3 separate regions of the Mus musculus genome follow, and all the other regions are linked to region 1. A link is a contact called in public ChIA-PET and HiChIP or PLAC-seq data. All regions are on one chromosome and are shown on one strand. The core of a region is the stretch at or near the end of the contact, and the rest is flanking DNA. Distances in the headings are between cores, read along the strand shown. Region 1 has its middle 15 kb from the start of Pcnx. Region 2 overlaps Pcnx (pecanex homolog). Region 3 overlaps Pcnx (pecanex homolog).

What was found. ChIA-PET counts read pairs in DNA pulled down with a chosen protein or histone mark. HiChIP or PLAC-seq counts read pairs in DNA pulled down with a chosen protein or histone mark.
Region 2: a contact with region 1 is called in an RNA polymerase II ChIA-PET map of memory CD8 T cells, with 6 read pairs. The contact joins two enhancer-like sites. A contact is called at or near these places in 1 of 39 promoter capture datasets (pre-B cells), 1 of 115 datasets of contacts at active chromatin or transcription factors (memory CD8 T cells) and 3 of 9 other capture datasets (adipose tissue, liver and pancreatic islet).
Region 3: an H3K4me3 HiChIP or PLAC-seq map of bone marrow-derived macrophages shows a contact between it and region 1, with 4 times the contacts expected there. The contact joins two enhancer-like sites. A contact is called at or near these places in 1 of 39 promoter capture datasets (liver), 5 of 484 Hi-C or Micro-C datasets (bone marrow, bone marrow-derived macrophages, granulocyte-monocyte progenitors and 2 more) and 4 of 115 datasets of contacts at active chromatin or transcription factors (the 230-238 cell line, bone marrow-derived macrophages, embryonic stem cells and 1 more).

Annotation. Positions count from the first base shown.
Region 1 is chr12:81,842,109-81,847,018 of GRCm38.p6, reverse strand. No RefSeq gene overlaps it. Among named protein-coding and RNA genes, the nearest start is that of Pcnx, 15 kb to the left of the region's middle. Within about 2 kb of position 1,863, at least 54 of the 459 cell types and tissues checked have an H3K27ac peak or open chromatin away from gene starts, as enhancers often do. A contact at or near this core is called in adipose tissue, bone marrow-derived macrophages and memory CD8 T cells, where this site is marked.
Region 2 is chr12:81,969,041-81,973,950 of GRCm38.p6, reverse strand. It overlaps Pcnx (pecanex homolog), which reads right to left. Exons shown (of 36, transcript NM_018814.3): 20 at 2,555-2,705; 21 at 596-737. Among named protein-coding and RNA genes, the nearest start is that of Gm30799, 98 kb to the left of the region's middle. Within about 2 kb of position 2,425, at least 182 of the 459 cell types and tissues checked have an H3K27ac peak or open chromatin away from gene starts, as enhancers often do. A contact at or near this core is called in adipose tissue and memory CD8 T cells, where this site is marked.
Region 3 is chr12:81,931,391-81,936,300 of GRCm38.p6, reverse strand. It overlaps Pcnx (pecanex homolog), which reads right to left. Exons shown (of 36, transcript NM_018814.3): 8 at 2,586-2,770. Among named protein-coding and RNA genes, the nearest start is that of Pcnx, 74 kb to the right of the region's middle. Within about 2 kb of position 2,645, at least 59 of the 459 cell types and tissues checked have an H3K27ac peak or open chromatin away from gene starts, as enhancers often do. A contact at or near this core is called in bone marrow-derived macrophages, where this site is marked.

The sequences.
Region 1 (4,910 bases), core at 614-3,113:
CTGAAGTATTTCCAGGGTTTCTGCCATGAACTTCTGAGACTAGCCAGGAGTTGTTTAGGAATGTTTTTATAGAATTTGTGCAACAACAATATATGTGTGTGTGTGTGTGTGTGTGTATACAGTATATATAACAGTATGTATATAAAACAGTATATATATATGTGTGTGTGTGTATACAGTATATATAACAGTATATATATAAAACAGTGTATATGTGTGTATATGTATATATATGTATATATATATATATATGTAGAGAGAGAGAGAATCATTTTCACAGCATACTGCAATTTTTTTGTTGGTTGGTTGGTTGGTTGGTTGGCTTGGTTTGGTTTGGGCTTTTTGGTTTGGTTTGATTTTGGTTTTTTGAGACAGGGTTTCTCTGTGTAACCCTGACTGTTCTGGAACTCGCTCTGTAGACCAGACTGTCCTCAAATTAAGAGTTCCACTTGCCTTTGCTTCCTGAGTACTGGAATAAAAGACATGTGCCACCATGTCCGACTCATACTGCAGTTTTAACCATATATGCAAAAAGAACTGAGAGCTGGCTGGAGTGGCTAGGGTTAATCTATAGTCTCAGCTGCTTGGATGCTGAAATGAGAGACCCTCAGGAGTCCGTCTGTCATCAGCTTGAACAACAGCAAGAGTTGACCATACATAATGCTTTGCAAGCAAAGGCTCGTTCAGTACTGTGTGTTAAGAATGAATACCCAGCTCTGATACACAGGATCTCAAAGGAACTGAGCTGTGTACTCTCAGAGTCAGATCCATCTGGAAGCCTACATGAGCCACATTCTGCTCCATTTCCTCTTGGAGATATTCAAAATGGATGTCATTCACACACCTACCACGCTCAACCACAAGTCAGACCCAAACTAACTGAGCCTGGTATTTCACAGCAAAGTAAGGGAAGACAGTGACCTGTGATTGTGACAGCCATTGCTGCTGCTGTCATCCATAGCCTTGCAGGGCTGTGGTACAGATGAAATCACTGTATAGATGTAGTTCTCCAGGCGCTTACTGCCATCTAACCCGGTCTCCCTGCTCTAGGAAAGACACACTGCCTGACCCAGCTCATGATTCCAAGGTGTAGCTCCATCAAATCTAAGTTGTTTGTTAGGGATCGCCAATTATAAAACACATCTGCAAATGGGTGGCAAACAATGTAAGAGGATCTAGTTTCTAGGGAAGGGTCAGAGCCTACACACAGACACTGTTCAATTCTTTGACTATTGTTTAAGGAGAGTCATCTATCACCACTGGGACGAATAATAAGGCAACCAACCTCTCATCTCGGGGTTGGGAGCGTGGGGGGATGGGAGCAGGAGTGGAGATTCAAGGCAGTCAGAAGCAATGGACTATACCTTGCCAGACACCTGTCACTCGCTGCCATTACCATTACCTCACACAACTTCCAGGTCTACAGGGACGGTCCAGAGGGTGCCTGGGAGGAAAGGACCTCGGGTGCCAACACATCCACTATTTTTTTTTTAAGGCCAGCTTGTCTTTTGTGGAAACTGAGACGATGTTAGTCTTTTCCAACCCAAATGTCAGATCTACTTAAGCCGCCACCAAAAGAAAGGGCTTAGCCCGGGTCAGGTTTCTCTCAGCTCCTGCCGAATAAAAAAACCACAGCTAAGAGCCAATACTCCGACACTACTTCCTTTCTCAGCATTATAGGCCAGGAGGAGCCTGGGATCTGACTTTAACCATTAGGAGTTCCTTAAAGCAATGGCAGAAGGGAAGAGGCGACTGTCAAGGTTAATGAAGCAAGTTCAAACTCCCCCTCGCCCCACCCCCTTTCCGCAGTCAAAGTCAGGGAGGGAGACAAATATGCTGAGTTGGCTCATCCTCCTCAATAGAGAGTAATCACGGCGACGGTGACACGCACCCTGACTAAGCGAAGCAGATGACTTGTGCTGTCAGCGGTGGGCTCTGGAGCCGCTGGAACAGAATGAGTCCGGTTATGTCACATATGGGGGAGGGGATTGGCTAAGGCTCTGAGGCCCCGAGGGTTTTCATTAATAGGAAAGTTCGATTCAATTCTAGTCACTAAAGAAGTGGGACGAAAAGAAGACGTGGGTGTGCTGAGTGGGAAGAACCAGCAGTGAGCACAGAGAGGAAATGCCCCCAAGAGAGGACTTGAAAACTGTCCTTCTAAATCAAGACCAGATTATCCAGGGACTGAGAACTACTCTTAACCGCAGAGAAAGATGCTGGGAACTTCCTCCCGGCTCGCCCTAACCACCGGGACTCTTATCAAGTCGACCCCATGTCCTCTGCTTTCTAAGGGCTCGCTAGCAACTCCACGCTCAAAGTCCTTAGAGAGGAGACACTCAATCTTGCTTAGATAGCAGAATACGAAAAACTCAGTGCAACTTTACTCTTTCTCCACGAGTATCGCTCGCACATGCTCAGAATATGCTCTTAGCTTAAAGTATCCAAACCATCTTCCTGACCTCCTCTTCCATGAGGCCTTCCTTGATTTTCCTAGCACATGCTTCCTTACCCCAACGCCCGGCCTCTTCAGTGCTAGGAACTGAATTTAAGTCCTTGTACATGTTAATCCGTCGTTCTTCTCTAAGGGCCTTTCTCTCCCGCCCCTTCCTTTGTTTGCTTGTTTATCTGTTTATTTATACCTGCAATTTCTATGTAACACAATGGAGCTATACAGATACGTTCCTCTGTCTCATGTACTCTGATCGTTCCTTCTCAGGTAGATTATAAACGCCTTGAAGACACTCTAAGCTGCTTAGAGTCAGCTGCCTAGTTCTAGAATTTGGTGATTAGTCTTAGTTGGGTGCCTTGTAGCCCCTGAAGTATCTCTATAGCCTGGAGAATTAAAGGATCCTTAATTTATGATAATTAATTAAATTATGTTATTAATAAATCAGTTACTTATTATAACAATATAATTATAAGAATATAAAATAATATTATAATTTGTTAATAAATCATTTAAATGAAACAATAATTAAAATTTGAATTAAAATAAATTAAGGATTCTCAAAGAATAGCCTCAAGTCAGCCTTGCTTGCCATTAAACCTATATAAACCTGTTCTCTGGTTCCCATAGTCATCTCAATGCCTGAAGATCAACTCCCCAACAGCCTGGATGTTAGGTTCTTGTTCCATTTAATCTCCTAACAGCCCCAGTTCTGCCCAGAACCTCCCCCTCCAGGTGAGAAGCTCTACCCTGAGCCCCACCTGACCCCACCCCCAGAGCAGCCAATGTGGATTTCAGTGCTACGCAGACCTCAGCACGGGCCAACTGGGCTCCACCCAGTACAGTTCATCTCTCACTCTGGCTGGCACGGGGAGCTAGCCTGCTCCTCTGTCTGCCAAGACCTTCTGGGAATGCCTGCCTTGCTCCTGGTTTCTGGCAGGTCTCTGAGTCCTTTCCATTCTGCCGTCCACCTGAGCTTTCATTCCGAGATTTTGAAAATTACTCCCCTTGATGTTAGAGAAGCAGCAGACACACAGGCCCATATTCACAAATGAGCTCATCTGCTCCTTCTAGAATGAATACCCTACTGTTTCCGCCATTTAGTATCATTTTCAAGTACTCCCAAAGTTAAGCTTGTTTTTTTTTTTTTTTAAATCATAGAGGTTCCTACAGATCATTCACACAAACCATCTTATTTTGTTCCTAGTCTCGTTTACTACCCTACAATCATGCCTCTATTTAGAACTTACTAGCATAGGGGTTTTGCTAATGATGCCTTTGGTGAGGAATTCTCTGTCAGTAAATTGCCATGATGTCTTTATAGAAAGTTCCAGCTTAGTAATCAGATACCATCAAAATGCACTTATCCGTCGAAAGGCTGAGACAATTCCCTTTCTACACCCAGAAAGACTGAACACACACACACACACACACACACACGGGGGGGGGGGGAGGGGAGGGGGGAGGTAGAAGGAGGGGGGACAGTGTGATTAGCTAGCTCTGTCTGGAACATCAAAATGCCCCTAAGCTGGAATGACAGCATCATTTTATTGATGCTGAAATAGAAGGTGATAAGGCAAGTCTCTGCAGGCAGAGCAGCGATGTGTAGCTTTTTGTGATTCATATTTCAAAAATGACGCCATGGGACTAAAAATGCAAAGCAGAGCTTGTTTGTATTGGCAAAAAAAATATGTCGTGAAGGGCAGTCACTTTAGCTGTGCCTGTTAAGCTCTGATGGAAGCAACACTGCAAGCAATCCCCCTGCATACAACAGTACCCGCACCTCCAAGTTGCAACGGACACTTGGCTTTTGCTACCATAATGATTTCACCGCACTCTATGTGATGAGGGGCTAAGAAGACTGTGATTTCCCCCTGTGTCATAATCGTCCTATAGAGCTTTCGAGATACAAACAAAACTGCATATACTGGCAGGAGTGTGGGAAAGATGAGTCAGGCAGAGGTGGTATGGCTAACGACAACTAAGAAAATATGAGAGGCCTTATGGAAGGAGACCCACTACTTTGTAAGCTGATTTAAAACATAGTTTTCAGAAGGGGCATGTACTCTACATGGATGGTAGATGCTTTTCCCAGAAGACATGGGGAAATTAAACTAAAATCTTAGTGTCAGATATATGAAAACCTATGAGTCATTGGTCACAGAGACCTCAGAGGACCCTCAAACAACAGAAGCTATTGCCATTGCTCCAGCTTGCCCACCATAACTATGCAATAAGACTGTCTTGCTGAAGACACAGCCCACTCTGGTTGTAGGACACAGAGAAATCCAGTTAGAACTGAAAGGGAAACTTCCTCCCTGCTGGCTATAGTACTGAAGGGTGCAATTCAGGCTGCTCAGGGCGAAAAGCCATCCATCTTACCCAGAAGTAGACCCCTACGTGCTACAATACTGACCTTCCAAGTAAGGTCACAGGTGCAGTGCTAGCATGACAGTCACAGAGG
Region 2 (4,910 bases), core at 1,176-3,675, 130 kb before region 1:
TACCAACACTCCCTAACATGGAACTAAAACTACCGAGTCTGACTGAGGATAACTGTGTAGGCAAATGACCCCCTACATGGTCTGATGTGCACAGTACACAGCAGCCACCTCCCAAACCTGCCATTTAATATTCAAAGCTAACTTTACTTGTAATATTAAAATTATGGTTTCTCATCTATTTTGCATAAATGCATACATATGTGTGTGCACGAGCACACTTGCCATAACGTGTGTGGTGGTCAGAAGACAACTTGCTGGAGTCGGTTCTCTTCTTCCATTCCGTGGGTCCAGGGATTGGGCTCAGGTCATGAGGCTTAGCAGCAGGGACCTTTACCTGCTGAGCTATCTAGCAGGCACCCTCGCATAAAATACTGGTTGGCATTAAAAAGTCAAGAACAATAAAAGTACAGTGATGCCCCCCAAAAAAGGGGAAGACCAAGACATCTTCACCTGAGCGGTCCCTCTTCTGATGCCGTGTGACAGAAACATGTTTAGTGGCATCTGACCAATGATTCAAGATGCTTCACCACGTGTGTAAGGTGTTGTTTATTATTGTTCTAATCTAAGGACATGGATCGGGTGACTATATACTCACTCTGTATCTAGTTTCTTTGGGCTGGCAATTGTCTCTGCACTGCTGCTAAGCTCGTTGAGGACAATCAGTGGATAGATGATATTCTTCTCCACAAAAAGAAGCCACACATGAAGTTTTTCGAACCACATCATAGTGGCTGCATCTGAGAGGCAACAAGTCCAGAGATCACAATGCATACAGTGCTCAAGGCAGTCGGGCATACGGTAAGCAGAAAGGATGGCCTTAGGACTCAAGTTTAGCTCAATGCTATGAGTACAAAACCATACGAAGCCCGTACTTCAATGTCTACTTTTATGTGATCGACCGCATGCATGCAGGCATACACACGTGTACACACACACACACATTCAGGTGCACACACACGCATATGCACACGCATACGCAAATACACAGTTTCTGACCTAGACATAACTCATACTTGGCTAACTTTACTTTTATAAGCTGTTGTGTAAAGCTACGTGTCACCCCGGGGCCTTAGCACATAGGAGCCAACTGTTCACCATGCACCCGCATCTCCAGCATTTCATTTCTTGAGATCTTATTTTTCACTATAATTTTTCTCATTTTCTACATTTGTATATAGGAAAAGTTGCTAAAGGTTCTCGGGCTGTACTCAATCCTAGATAAGTAAGCGCTACTAAAGCACCTGACTTCTCAATAGGAAAGTCTATGCTCTAGATGCACACACTCATAGTTTACAGTCACCCAGCTTATAAGGCGTTTCTTCACTAGTGGCATATGGTGGTTAAGGTGGTAAGCTCTTTGGCTCTCTAAAAGCACTACGCCAGGCTGCTAGGCAGTCTTTACATTTCTAATATCAGTACAAAGAAAAAACCAAAACACCCCCCAAAACAAAACAAAACCAGTTTAGTTCTATAGTTCAGTATTTTCAAGAAGTCAAAAATGTTATGGCAATTCAAAATCTGTAAACATTTTAGACTGATTAAAGCAACCAATAAAACTATTGATTTTAAAAATGAACTATTTGGTATATTTATATATAAAAGTGGGAAATGCTTCATCATAGAAAAGCAAACCAGAGCCTGTCTCTGTGGGCTACGTTTCCGGTGCAGAGGCTGGCAGCACCAGCCTCACAGTCTCCTTTAGTTTCCCTTACTAAAAGGTCTCCAGAGCATCGTCCCACTCTCTGCTCATTAGTATTCGGTGGCCTCTCCAGCGTCCAGGCTGTGGGCAGCACCAGGACCACACGGCTTCAGTCAGGTTCATTAAGAGGCCCATTGTGAGAACAGAAAGTCAACTCTGCTACAGCTTCAAAGGCTTCAATGTTCTTCAAAAATATCAACTCATACTCAAATGACTGGCTGAGTCACCCTCTTCACAGTACTTCACTCAAGTCCAAGGAGGAAAGCTTGCTACATTCAGTCACTTGTGTGTAGCACAGCCCGTCACAGGACCAACGGACAAGGAAGAGTGAGTCAGAGTTTACAGTGGAGGGAGAAGCTGGCTGAATGGACAGGCCTTCCTCTCTTCTCCAGTCACTTCACTGCTTACCCAGATCTGAGCAGAAATTACAGAAAGGACTGTCACTACTGTTCTTAAGTAAGACAGTGTTTCTTGTGGCATAAGGGACAAAGGCCTTCCTTCCTTCCTTATGCTTAAATTAAAACCTTTCAAATGGAGGACTGGATGGGGACTGAGCTGCTTGTATACTGATTAGGGAGAAGATGGATCGGGGACGTTAGAGAAGTCACACGCCAGACACACTAGGGACAGGTGTGAGAGGTAGAGCAGGAAGTGTAGGTCTACTCTCGGAAGACGGCCTGGGAGCACAGCTGCTGCTCTTTTAGCAGAAGACAGTGCCCTGCAGGCGACACTTCACCGGAAGCTTCAAACCCACTGCAAGAAGCCAGAGCTAAAGCGTGACTCAATGCTGTCTGCTTAACTCACCACGGGCATACCAGAGTGGGCAGAGCCCGAGGGCGGCAGAGACATACTCACTTCGGACTTCATACTGACTGTGCTCGGCTGTCCTCAGCAGAGGCCGGGAGAAGCAGTGCCAGGGGAGCTGCTTCCTCACCTGAGGCAGCACATAATGGGTTACAAGCCCCACAACACCAACCAGCGCGTACAGCACGTACTTGAGAGCAGGCTGAAAGACAGACAGAGTTCAGGGCGAGAGGAGGTGAGGAGCCCTCGCTGGCTTCATGACCAGCTTCCACTTTTTTTGGTTTCAGTTTTCATCCAATAATGAGGAACAGTAAAGTTAATCTTAGAATCAAACAAAACAAAATTTGTTTCTGTATTTGTAGGGTTTTGTTTTTGTTTTTTTTTCCTGCCTAAATAAGCCACCACTGTTAACTGACTGCCCTTACACATATCTGAAGCATGGTAACTACTTTGGTGTCTGACACTACATTCAATGAAAGTAGCTAGAATTGTTGCTTCCTGCTCCAAGAATGTTCTCCATCACTGTCTGAGCTAGTGAAGGTAAAGGCCATGAGCTAGGTCCTGGAGGAAGAGCAGGATGAGGAGCACGTCTTTGTACGCTGTGCTGTGAGAGGCAGGTCCCTGCACGATCAGATTCACAGCAGGAGGAATCAACACCATTTCTTCTGATATTAACACCAAGAGCCATATACATCTAAAACTCTAGGCCCACTGAGACATGAACGAGTGTCCAGCTGTACCCTGAGGAACACTGGCCCTTATCTCACTTTAAGTGTTCAGGAATGCAAGTTGAAATTGGAAAGAAGAAAAACAAGCAAACATGCTTAACAATATTAAATAATCGAGTGAGCCTTTGCTTCTGGCTCAGTGGAGTAACAGAGACTTACCCTCCCGTAGGAAAGAACCAAAATCAAATACAACCCGCGACCCAGTGGTTTGTATTAGGCAAGATTTACAGAAATAAGCCTATGCCCAGAAGTAAGGAACCAAGGAGGGGATTGTGCTGGCCCTGCTCACAGCTCCAAGAGAGGGCTAGGAACTGGGAGGACAGGGAAACCACAGGGGAGACCCTTGAGATCTGTAGGCGGTCTGAGGAGCAAAGAACCACAGGAGGACAACAAAGCACACAACACAAGGCCTCACAGGGCCGGGAGAGCGCCTTCCCCACAAGCTAGCCTGGGGAAGCTCAAGGTCACATACACCAAGCAGAGGCCTAAGGGTGCCCATCCCTACTTATTTACAAGGAGATCCAAATGTGGTCTAGCTAAACTTGGCCCCGTTCCACCTCATAAACTGCTTTAACCAAAACCAAGACCTGAGGGGATCAAGATATTAAGAGATTAAGACTATCTAGGGACCATGTTCAAGTACTTCTGGAAATACAGAACTTAATACCTAAAAGGGCAAATTTCCACTGTTGGCATCCACTTAAAAATTTTCCATAGGGTTCTCTGAATGCATTCAAGACCATAGCGGGATGTGCTGAACTGATGTCCAGTACTGTTAGCCTGGCTAACAACCCAAGTCTGGGCTGAGGTAGTAGACCCATGCAGGAGATGTGTTTCTGTGGTTAACTACACTGACTGCCTTCTAAATACCTCTCTGCTCACACCTTAGACAGAGCCTGAAGCAGGGAAGCCTATTCTTACAATGAACAGAGTGAACACAGACACTGCCCAAAATGTAGAAAAAAGCCACAGATTTTGGCCCAACTCTAAGCAAGTAACTTTACCACCATCTAAACCTCAGCGAGCAGTGTGCGAGGAGAGTGGGAACTGAGGAAGGGCTAGGAATGTGAAACGCTTTCGGTCAGAGCTCAGAGAACCCCAGGACTATTAACTCAAGAGCCACAGACAGTAGGCCATGGCCTTATCAACACTTAGTCTACCCTGCCCCTCTCAAAAGCTGGCTGCCAACAGATTCTGCTGAGAGCTCACTACATTCTAATGGGTAGCTCTAAACCCACTGTCACACAGATGGCCCTGGTTAATCCTGGTTGGGTCACAAAGCAAAACAAGCAGACATGAATGCACAAAAGCTATTTGTGAGGTAGGAAGGAGGGTGGGTGGAGTGGTGGGGAGCTAGGAGACCAGAGGGGTTGGTAAGCAAAGTGTACAGAGGTGAAATTGTGGGAAAAATCTGTACGTACAGAGAATCAGGACACCACAGCTCAGAGTAAAGGCAGAAAAATCAGGCAATCAGAACTAACCCGCCAGTGATATAGATGTTAGGATCAGAAGATAAAGATGCTCTTAAGAATGACAGTCAAATCCATACGTCCAGAACACCACATACAATATAAAAAAGGCCTCAGCCGACTTCTAAAGATGGAAATCAGAGATTATAAAATGGAAAGGACTCTGAATGGGATTGATGAGAGATGATGGCACAGAGGAGGAGATTAGTG
Region 3 (4,910 bases), core at 1,396-3,895, 88 kb before region 1:
ACAGGGAGAGGAAACAACCCGCCCAAGGTCACCAGGGTCACACAGCTTGGAAGAGGCAAAGCTTGGAAGACCAACAACAGCTCTGGCCTCAACGCTCACTCGCACTGATGTGCACACACCTACACATGGAGCCACACAGACACATGCTTAAAAATGATGCTACATTCACAGTGTATCCAGCCACAATGCCATCATCTGAACCCTTAAAGCATTTTACTAACCGTGTACAGAATGAATTCCATAAGAAAGGCAATGTCCCAAATTTCTCCTTTAAGTTATATTGCTTATGATTCAGTTTCTAAAATTATTAACAACTATGCATGCTAAGTAAATTTGTATGAATATATGGATATGTTTATATTTATGTATACATGCATGTCTTTTATAAGTATATTGTACATAAGCACATATTATTGCATGTAAAAATCACATGTGAAAACCTTTTCAATAAAACTAACTAAATCTGAAAATCTGAAAAAAAAAAAGCAAACCTTTATAAATAGGTCATTTTTAGGGACTATTTTACCTTTTCTCTTTGTTAACACTTTTAGTGTGTGTGTGTGCGCACAAAATGAATCTCTCTACTCTAGCCAATCCACTGTCATAGAGCTAACGGGCAATTCTATGTGATTAGTACATTATGCTTGCAGATTTACAAACCCTTTGTTACCAGGAATCTTAGGGTTATATGGTGATTGGAATCATACTATAACATAATGGATCTGCATCTAAAACCTGCCAACTGAAAGCAATAAGGAAGGAAGGATATATGTGGAGCTCTGAGGTTGTCTGTGCAAACCTTGGCTGGCTTTTTTCTTGGTCACTGAGGATCCAAAGCCAAGTCCCCAGCTTGACTGTGCACCGCACTGCACCGCACTGCACCGCACTGCACCGCACTGCACCGACTGAATCAATGGTTCCAGCCATTGATTCCCTTGGATTCCTACTTCTCCATATGACCCAGGTTGCCTGGGCTCACATTCACAGTGGTTTAAATCAATCTAATAAAAGAAAATTTCGCTGTTAACTAAGAGTCACTTGAGAGCATTTACTCTCAGTAGAATTGAATTCTACTTTATTTTTACTCAAATATCTTCCTTAGGAGACTTCCTACCTCTCAGATTACAAACTCAGAAGGAAAAACTTCTGCACTTACAGTGTTGTACTGTCTTCTCATTGCAGTTAGGAACTGCCTGCTACACATGGCAATGCCCTAACTCTCTCACATGGTCATTCTGCAGTTTCTGAAGTTCTGCAGTTCACGCTTACCTATCTGTTAACACCACTCCATGGTCCCAAGTTTTGCAAAATGGAAAGGAAGTCAATGAGTAAATAGCATATCAAGTTTTAGTAAACCTAATTTTGACTCCTTATTGCCATATAGTCCTCCAACTGACACATGAACTGGATAGTCACCTTTATAAAGAAAATCCCATGTAATAGGGCTCGATAAGATCAGAATGAATAAAGGCTTTCAAGTGAGTCTTACTTAAGAACAAGACTTTCTTTATTAACTTAAACCACTGTGAATGTGAGCACCGGAAACTTGGGTCACACAGAGAAACAGGAACCTGAGCGCATGGGCTGGGAGCCTGGCTTCAGTCAGAGCTTCACTGACCAGGCTGAGGACTGGGCTCTGGATCCTCAGTGCCCAAGAGAAAAGCCAGGTTGGGTCCACACAGACAACACCGAGCTGAGGAGGGAACCTGGGTCCCTGGAATTCCCTGGCCGTCCATTATGGCACATCAGCAGCAGTTCAGTGGGAGACTCTGCCTTGAAAAGTAAGCCACCTAGTATCTTCCTCTGGCTTCTACAGATATGTACATATGCACATGGTGGGTGAGTACACTAGCGCACATGCATGTACACACACACACACACACACACACACACCTCTGCATAAAGAAATAGGTTCTGAAGTAGCATAATATGCTAATGCACAAAGTATGTCTTAGGGTAAATTTGCTACAACTGAGAATTTAAAATATGCTGCATTTCCAAAAATTAACTTACATAATTTATGAGTATATTTACAGATATCTTAATAGATAATGAAATATTTTATAGTTATCAGTCACAAGAAGAGCCATGCTGTCCTGAGGACATTACACTTAGGATTATAATAAATCCTATGACAAGAGATGGACATACTGCAAAATGCAGGATACTTCAGAGCAATAAACGTATTAGAGAGCTTTCCTGTGTATCACATATTCAAATAATTTTTAAAAATTAAGGTTGTCTCAAAAACCACCTAAAATTCGTATTTTTCCACATGGTATTTCTGGGAATAATAGAAACATCCAAATTATTATAAGAGAATATTAGTTATAAGGAACAGTTATTAGCACATTAGCTGCCTATTAGTAGTAGATATGCTCAAAATAAAAAGTACAATGAAAAGAAAGAGAAATACAGAAAGAAAAAGTAAGTCATTCTCTTAAACTCGGCAAACAAACCCAATAAACAGTGCCTGATGCATAGCTCCAATAGAAAGCCATCTCAGGAAAGGACCGCAATCACTCTTACCCACTGACTGTCAATTACAAGTTTCCAACCACAGAGATTACATCAGGCCTGCATACCAAGTTCATCGTGCAAACTGCTACCGCCTACGGCAGATGCATGGTCATGTGAGGCTTCTAAGTGGACACTCCCTTTTCTCACCAGCAAGGAGGCACTAGCACTGAGCACTGCAGCCTGGGATGGGGGGCGGGACTGGACCTTGACCTGGGCTGTGGACTGCTGGCCTTGCTGACCATCTTGAAGGCTAGGAGAGAACATGGAGTGGGGAGACATTACAGGGAAGAAAAGAGAAAACAACAGCTAGAGTGAAAGCAATACAGATCACAGATTTCAAAATGACACTTTCAAATCGCCCAGGAGCCGCCATGGAGCTTCGTACAGTCACAGTTTACACTTGCTCTCGTCCTTACCCATCCGACTCATAGAGGAAAGCAGTGTGTACTCAATAGGGAGGTTAACTGCCAATCTGCAACTTTCTTCCAGCTCAACCCGACTAGATTCTAGAGTGAAGAAGAGAGCAAGGAGTCCGGAGTGTGCTCAAGTGAGGTGGCTCGGTGCTGGGCTCCGACAGGTAAATTTTACCTTGTAATAATTTGCTGCTTTCCCTCTAATGTTCTAAGATCTCAGATTCAGATACACAATAAAACAGTTCCTACACACGCGAAAAACAAAGAATCTCTATCAAATGCAACCAAAATACAAAAAAAAAAATAACACAATCTACTGCAAAAGAACCAAAAAACATGACTCAACTGAGTGAAACACGACTTTATAAAGTACTATTTATAATAGTTTCTATATTCTGAAATAAGGCTACATGTGTTACATACAAAACATACATAAAAAACATGTTCTCATCACTGTTACATTCTTTTCCAGCCCATATTGTAATCTCATTAAAAGCAATCCATTATTTTAGAAAATCTTAACAACTGGGAAACCTTAATTTCCCAAAGATATTCTAATAGTTTTATAAAGTTTAAAAATTAGTATTTGTTAATATAAATTTCTTTTTATCATTTATAAAACTAATTTTCCTATATTATTTACTCATTTTCTTTTATACTTAAGATACTATAAATTTCATTAACATTATTTATATAAGCTTTACCCTAATTTAAGCTGATGTAATTCCTGAAATGTTTTAACTGTCATACAGCATTGTACACACGATGCCCCAGCGATGTTTCACTCTGTGAATGTGACTGTACTCCGAGCAGTTCCAGACACTGTCACTAACATAACCAGGCACTAGAAAAAGAAGAACGCTGCCCAGGGTGGCCTTGCTTAGCTTACCATTTCTATGATATTATTTTCTACTAAGACTCTGACCCTTGAATCCACTGCAATCAAAGCCTAGACACTGCTGACTGACAGTGATGTGCAGGCTAAGCTGTGGCTGCAGCAACTACTCTGATATCACTCGTGCCAACTGTATTTCAATTACAGGTAGGAGCCACCAAAGTGGTCAGTTGCTAATACTGGCTGCTTGCCATACAGGAGGACAGCATGCGTTACAGAACATTAATCCTGCCACGACAGGCAGACATTAGCATGTACTCTGAAGGTCTGACTCAGCCACTGTCAAGCGCACGTTCTAAGAAGCGAGCCTGCGCGTTCTGGTTCTTGTTCACACTGGCATTAGCCACTTAGCAGTTTCCTTCGAGTATTTTCCCAGCAGCTACTAGTCAAGGGAGGGTCACAAGAGCCTGGTAACGCAGCTCAGTGGCAGAGCCTTTGCCGACGTGTTAAGCCACGGGGGCACCTCCAGCACTACAAATTTAAAGAAGAAAAAAAGACGATCTTGTTAATTAAATAGCTTTTATTTTCCATATATGACTGATGTGTCCCTCTTCATCAGAAGCAATCTAAACTTATCCATGAGCCTCATCAAAATGAACTCAACCAGAAAATTTGTACTCAAAAATTTTCTATCAGTTTTTTTTCACTTAAAGTCATAAGAAAGATCATATTTTAATGTGAACAGATCTGAGAGAGAATATCCTAGTCATCAAACTACCAATGCACAATGTCTATCCAAATATACTCAATGTTTTCAAAATATTAAGCAGTGCATGGAAGTCAACTCCCAAATAAATGAAGGAAATTAGTCAAAATCTATTACTCTAGCTATGGAGTCTTAAAGACCTAAAGACAGTAATAAACATTATACTCCTTACTTCCTGCTTTCAAAACCTTCATCAGCAACAGGAAAAGCTGGCTTTTTAGCACAAATGGCCAATAATCACATCCCCAAAGGGGATACTAACTAGTTTAACAGGCATGAGTATGGTGTGAATATAATTTTTCTTTCTTCTTTCCTTTTTCCTTTCCTTTCTTTCTTTCCTTTCTCTCTTTCTTTCTTCCTTCCTTCCTTCCTTCCT